Linked DNA regions of Sus scrofa: region 1 is linked to region 2. Evidence: chromatin contacts called from public HiChIP or PLAC-seq data. All regions are on one chromosome and are shown on one strand. The core of a region is the stretch at or near the end of the contact, and the rest is flanking DNA. Distances in the headings are between cores, read along the strand shown.

Evidence for each region. HiChIP or PLAC-seq counts read pairs in DNA pulled down with a chosen protein or histone mark.
Region 1: a contact with region 2 is called in an H3K27ac HiChIP or PLAC-seq map of alveolar macrophages. The contact joins the promoter of SUCLG1 here to the promoter of TRABD2A in region 2. A contact is called at or near these places in 2 of 5 promoter capture datasets (fetal skeletal muscle and liver), 1 of 47 Hi-C or Micro-C datasets (liver) and 1 of 2 datasets of contacts at active chromatin or transcription factors (alveolar macrophages).

What each region holds. Positions count from the first base shown.
Region 1 is chr3:60,141,099-60,143,798 of Sscrofa11.1, reverse strand. It overlaps SUCLG1 (succinate-CoA ligase alpha subunit), which reads right to left and starts at 1,358. Exons shown (of 9, transcript NM_214409.2): 1 at 1,266-1,358. The coding sequence starts at 1,323.
Region 2 is chr3:59,805,034-59,807,733 of Sscrofa11.1, reverse strand. It overlaps TRABD2A (metalloprotease TIKI1), which reads right to left and starts at 1,264. Exons shown (of 13, transcript XM_021088400.1): 1 at 1,253-1,264; 2 at 870-1,163; 3 at 677-775. The coding sequence starts at 1,264.

The sequences.
Region 1 (2,700 bases), core at 109-2,608, 340 kb before region 2:
TATAACCAATCCCTTTTCTCTTTCTGCCTACAACACCCTCAATTATTTTTTTAAGCTACATAATAAAAATCTCCAGAAAACTTTCTTCCTACTTACCAAAGTTTAGCCTCAAGTGATCTGGTAGCTAAGCATAGCTATAGAGTGTACAGTCATAGCCGTACACTTTTAGAATGCAGTATTCTCAGTAAATTGTCTCATCCAATATTCAGCACAGCAATAAGATGACAAGCAAAGTAGAAGAAAGAGAAAGAGAAGAAAACTTTGGTTAAGTGCCTGTTACACCCCAAGTGCTTTATATAAAGTGTTTCATTTTTTCTGCATAGTGAACCCAGATCATCCTGTACTTCATTTCTAGGATGCACATTTTCTTTCACTTTTTAACATTCTTTAAATCAGGATGCAACGGACAACCAATGGTGTGTCACAATTTTAATCAGCAACCATTTTCCACCATTAGTGGCGGACAAATCAACAGTGCATCTTACAAGTGATGGTATCTCTGGGTCACTAAAATATGGTGTTATTTTCCTGGGATTTGAAAGAGAAATGGAGAAACAGATTTAGAAACATGCCTCTGAGTTACTACATAGACCGTATAGACTAGCCAGACTTCAAACTTGATGTGGCTGATTCCAAAGTCTTTTCCTACACAACCTACCTAACAACCACTGAGACTTTGAACAAGAATTTTCAATAGTCAGCATTACCAGCAAGCGTGGGTATTAAGTTTTCAGGAACTGAAGGATTCACACCGCGTGGTGGAGATATAACTTGGTTAAGGTCCCAGCCTAAGCTTCTAGTTTTATGTGCTGTGCGGACTCCCGGTGCAGAACCCACCCTAAAATCTACTGAAAAGGACAATTACAGATGTAGGACCCGCCGCACAAAGCTCAGCTTCACCCTCCAATTTCCTACTGATCTCCTACTCCTACCTCTCAACCCACTCACCCTTCCAGCTGAGCTCATCCTAGACCACCTCTCCAAAAGAACAATTCTAGATGCAGCCCTCATCCCACCACTCAGCACCGCGGGATCATGGGCGTGCTCCCCGGTCTGCAGGGCTCCCAGACCCGAATCCTGGCTCAGTAACTCTATGTCCCCACCCGAAACATCCAGCAAAGCTCCCTCCATTGCAAAGGGTCGCGGATTTGGGCCCCCGCCGAGGTCCCGCCCCGGAGGGCCCAGCCCCGGCCTAGACCGGGGCGCGGGTCCAACGAGGCCGGGAAGCCGCGGAGGCTCGGAAAGAGCGCCCCAACCGGACTCACAGAGGAAGGAGCGCGAGAGGAGGCGGGCGGCGGCAAGGCCGCTGCTGCCAGAGGCCATGGTGGCGGCGGCCGGGGCGGCGACGAGGCCTGCGGTCATCCGCCAATGACACTCCTAGGCCCCCTGGAATCGGCAGGGGCCGAGGCGCGAGAAGGAAGAGGGTGGCCAGAGCATTTGCCGGTATAAATTTCTCTCTGCAGAGGCCTCTTTACATACACTCCGCCTCCGAAGGTGGAGAAGAAACAGCCATCCTAATGCAGACGTGTACAATAACTCGGCTTTTCTCTGGAAACGTGGATTTGATTCTATATTAATTGTAACGGCAGCTCAGGGGAAACCCCACTGAAGCTGGACGGCGCAAGATGTTGTGGGAAATGTAGTTCGATGGCTACAGCTTGTTAGTGGTTTAGGGGGACCTTACGGAAGGGAAGGGGAAAGGAGAGAGTCAAGGGGGAGGGCTGTCAAAAGGAGTGAGGAAACAGTGAGGCTGAAATAGGAGTTTTAACTAAGAAACCCCCCCCCCCCCATCTTGGCTAGAAAGACAGCTGCAAGCCTTTCCAGCTAGGCTCTGCCTCATACCACCTTTCTTGTAATAATGTAGCAACTGTGTGCCCTATGTCCAAGTCCGCAGCCCTGCTAATCCTGTAGCTAGCATTGCTTATCAGTTCTGCTTCTGTAACCTTGCTTGCTCAGTTTCTTAGGGAGGAACACTGCTTGTGGAAGGGGGGAGGGCCGGGATGCTTACATGGGAAATTCAAGACCTTATAATGTATAAAATTTGCTGAGAACAAAGACCTGGTGCTCAGACTCTGGAGGTGACTCATCTGAGCCCACACTGGTGCTGAATAAACCTTGCTTTTCCGTATCTCTGAGTGCCGTTTGTCTCCTTCCACTGCCACGGTTTTTGCAGTTTCTGCAACAAGGGAGGTGAAAATTGCTGTGCAGGAGTTCCCGTCTTGGCGCAGTGGTTAACGAATCCGACTAGGAACCATGAGGTGGCGGTTCCGTCCCTGCCCTTGCTCAGTGGGTTAACGATCCGTTGTTGCCATGAGCTGTGGTGTAGATTGCAGACCCGGCTCGGATCCCGATTGCTGTGGCTCTGGCGTAGGCTGGCAGCTACAGCTCCGATTAGACCCCTATCCTGGGAACCTCCATATGCCGCAGGAGTGGCTCACATAAAGGCAAAAAGACAAAAAAAAAAAAAAAAATGCTGTGCAGAACCTTCCATGTCTCTTCTAAAGCCCAGGTGCAGACCTCTCATCATTTCCCCATCTACCATATGGAGAGGGGGAAACTCCTTACCGCCTTCCTTTGTGAAGACCAGAAAAATTACAGAAGTGAATCTGAACTCTGTAGTGAAGATAAGGATATGACAGCAAAGACCAAAAGCTACCTTACTGGCACTTAACTTCTTGAAATGTGGAAATTTCATTTACA
Region 2 (2,700 bases), core at 15-2,514:
GGTGGACCCGGGCAGGTCAATGGACCTCTGCTCTCCTCACCCCAAAACGCTTTTGCGAAGATCGAAGGAGGCGCTCAGTACAGGAACGCTAGGCTGTCAGACTCGGTCTCTCTACGAATGCGCTCTGTGACCTGGAGCATATAAGTCCCTCTCTGAGCCTCAGTTTCCCATATCAGTAAAACGAGAGGAGTAACTTAAACTCCCCCAAATTCCTCCTAACTCAGGCACTGAATAGACAAAGGTTAAATCAAGCAGCTGCTGGGGGCTATTAGCATTTCGATAAGAGCAGAAATGAAATGCTAGGGGAAAGCCGGCAGACAAACCTCAAAGTAAATGTACCCGAGTCTGGGGCCCACTCGGTCTTCGCGGATTCATCGCCCAAATGCCCGCGAAGGAGGCGGGGGAGACCCGAGCCACCCTGCCCGGGACTCACTTCGGCTGTCGAACGGCAAGAGCTTGGGGACAGGGTCTCGCGTGGTCAGAGGGCTGCGACTCAGCTGGAAAAGGACATCCGGGGGCGCGGCGGGAGGCGCAAGCCAGGAGGCGCCGCCAAGAGAGGTGGGCACCCAGCCCGCAGAGTGGGCTGGGGGTCCGAGTGCACCGGGTGCTCAGAGGGATTGGGAAAGGAACCACCCCAGAGGGGCCGGGAGACCACCGCGCCCGCTACGCTCCTTACTTGGGGCTTGAGCTCGCAGTTGGCGTAGGCGGGGGCGCTGAGCGCAGGGGCTGCGCTCGCCGGCAGGAGGCAGAGGGCGGGCAGTAGGCAGAGGGTGGGCTGCAGGAACCAGCTTCAGGGGCTCATCCTTCTCTCCGCAGTTCCGAAGCCCGGAGAGCAGAAGGAAGAGGGTAGGCAGCAGTGGCCGCCAGGCCCGGCTAGCCACTCGCTGTGGAGCGGCGGACTCGCCGGGCGCCCGCCATGGCTCACGGGCCTCGAGGGGCCGGGGGCGCTTGTTAGTGGCCCCGCGCCTCTCGCCCGCTAGTTCCGGCAGCCTTCGGTCGGAGGCCCTGCGAGTCCCTCGGCTGCGGCGGCGGCGGCCACGTAGGGTCGACCCCGAACCCGACCCCGCCCAACCCCTCCGCCGCCCGTCGGCCCCGCGCTGAGGTGGCCGCGGGAACGCCGGCCACCGGTTCTCCCGCCCAAACCCTGTCCCGGCCACCGGCCACTTCGTCAGCCGGCCCGAAGGGCAGAGGGGGGGGGCCCCAGGACAGTCTTCTAAATTCTGCGGAAAATCGTACTGGCTACTGTCTTTACGTCTGCGTTCATGTTGCCAAGACTCTTGATGGACAGACCAAAAAAATAAATGAACGTCTATTTTAAATGGCAAGTTTTTTAATACAATTGGAAATTTTGTCAGTAAAAGAGGGGAGTAGTCCGTGTGTGCATTCACTTAAAATCGGGAACCACAGAAGCCAGGCACTCCATTAGCTGCCCTCTTAAAGGGATTGGGGGAGTTAACTGGAAGGATGTTAACAGCGAACTCGAAGGTTGACTGCAAAGATTAAATGACTTTTTGGAAAATCACCTCGGGTGACGCAGAGTAAGTCTGCAAAATGCAGTAGGTCTCATTCAGCTCCCTAAGGGACTTTTCACAGCAGGGACCCTTCAGGAAGAAAAAAAAATGATAAAAGCGACTAGCTGTGCCGGGCCTCCCCCACCCAAAGCCCGGGTTCGCTCCACCACCTCCGTTTACAGCCTAGCCTCGTGCGTGTTTAACCTCCGAGCGGGGTTTAACGGAGCATTCGTAGGCAGGGTACCTTAATTGTTTTAAATCCCGATAATTTGGGGAATTTGAAGGAAACTTTGGTTAGGGGGTGGGAGAGAGTGGCTCGGATTTGCACACAATGGGAGGAGGGGTTTCCTGAGCCTCCAAGGCCCAGGTTTTAAAAGGCACGTTTTTCAAGCTTTGTTTCCACAGCGGCGGGGGCGGGGGTGGGGGTGGGTGTTAAGGCTTCAGGAGGGAAAAGGAAAGTGTGTGTGTGTGTCTGTGTGTGTGTGTGTGTCTGTGTGTGTGTGTGTGTGTGTGTCTGTGTGTGTGTGTCTGAAATCTCTTCTTCCTGTTGTAGATTCGAGTGAGGATTTGCTTTCTGGTGTTGCCTCGCTCCATTCTTGAAATGACTCATTCTTTTCATGCCTGCGGCAATCATTGGTCCCCCAGCGGACCCCCGAATGCAGCCTGTCGGGATTCTCAAGGGGCCAGCGCTGCCACCTACTGGCAAAAAAAAAAAAAAATTCTCTGTGCGATGCAAGCATGAACTCAAAAGGAAGTAATTGACTATAATTTCACACTCTTTCCCCCACTTAAATGAATTCTCACCCAGTCAGCTGTGGCTAAAGGATAGAGGGGGCGGAATAATACGTGGAAAACATGACTGAGCTTATTAATTTTCTCTTATTGTATCTTTTCTATTACTTTGATTTCTGCTTTTACCTTTATTATTTCTTTCTACTTTCTTTGGGTTTACTTGGCTCTTTTTCTAGCTTCTGAAGGTGGAAACTTAGATCATTGACTTTTTAACTTTCCTATTTTCTTTCCCTTTTTTTTTTTTTTTTGTATTTTTAGGGCACCACCACAGGCATATAGAGGTTCCCAAGCCAGAGGTCAAATCAGAGCTGTAGCCACCAGCCTACACCACAGCCACAGCAACACAGGATCTGAGCCGTGTCTTCGACCTACACCACAGCTCACCGCATCGCCAGAC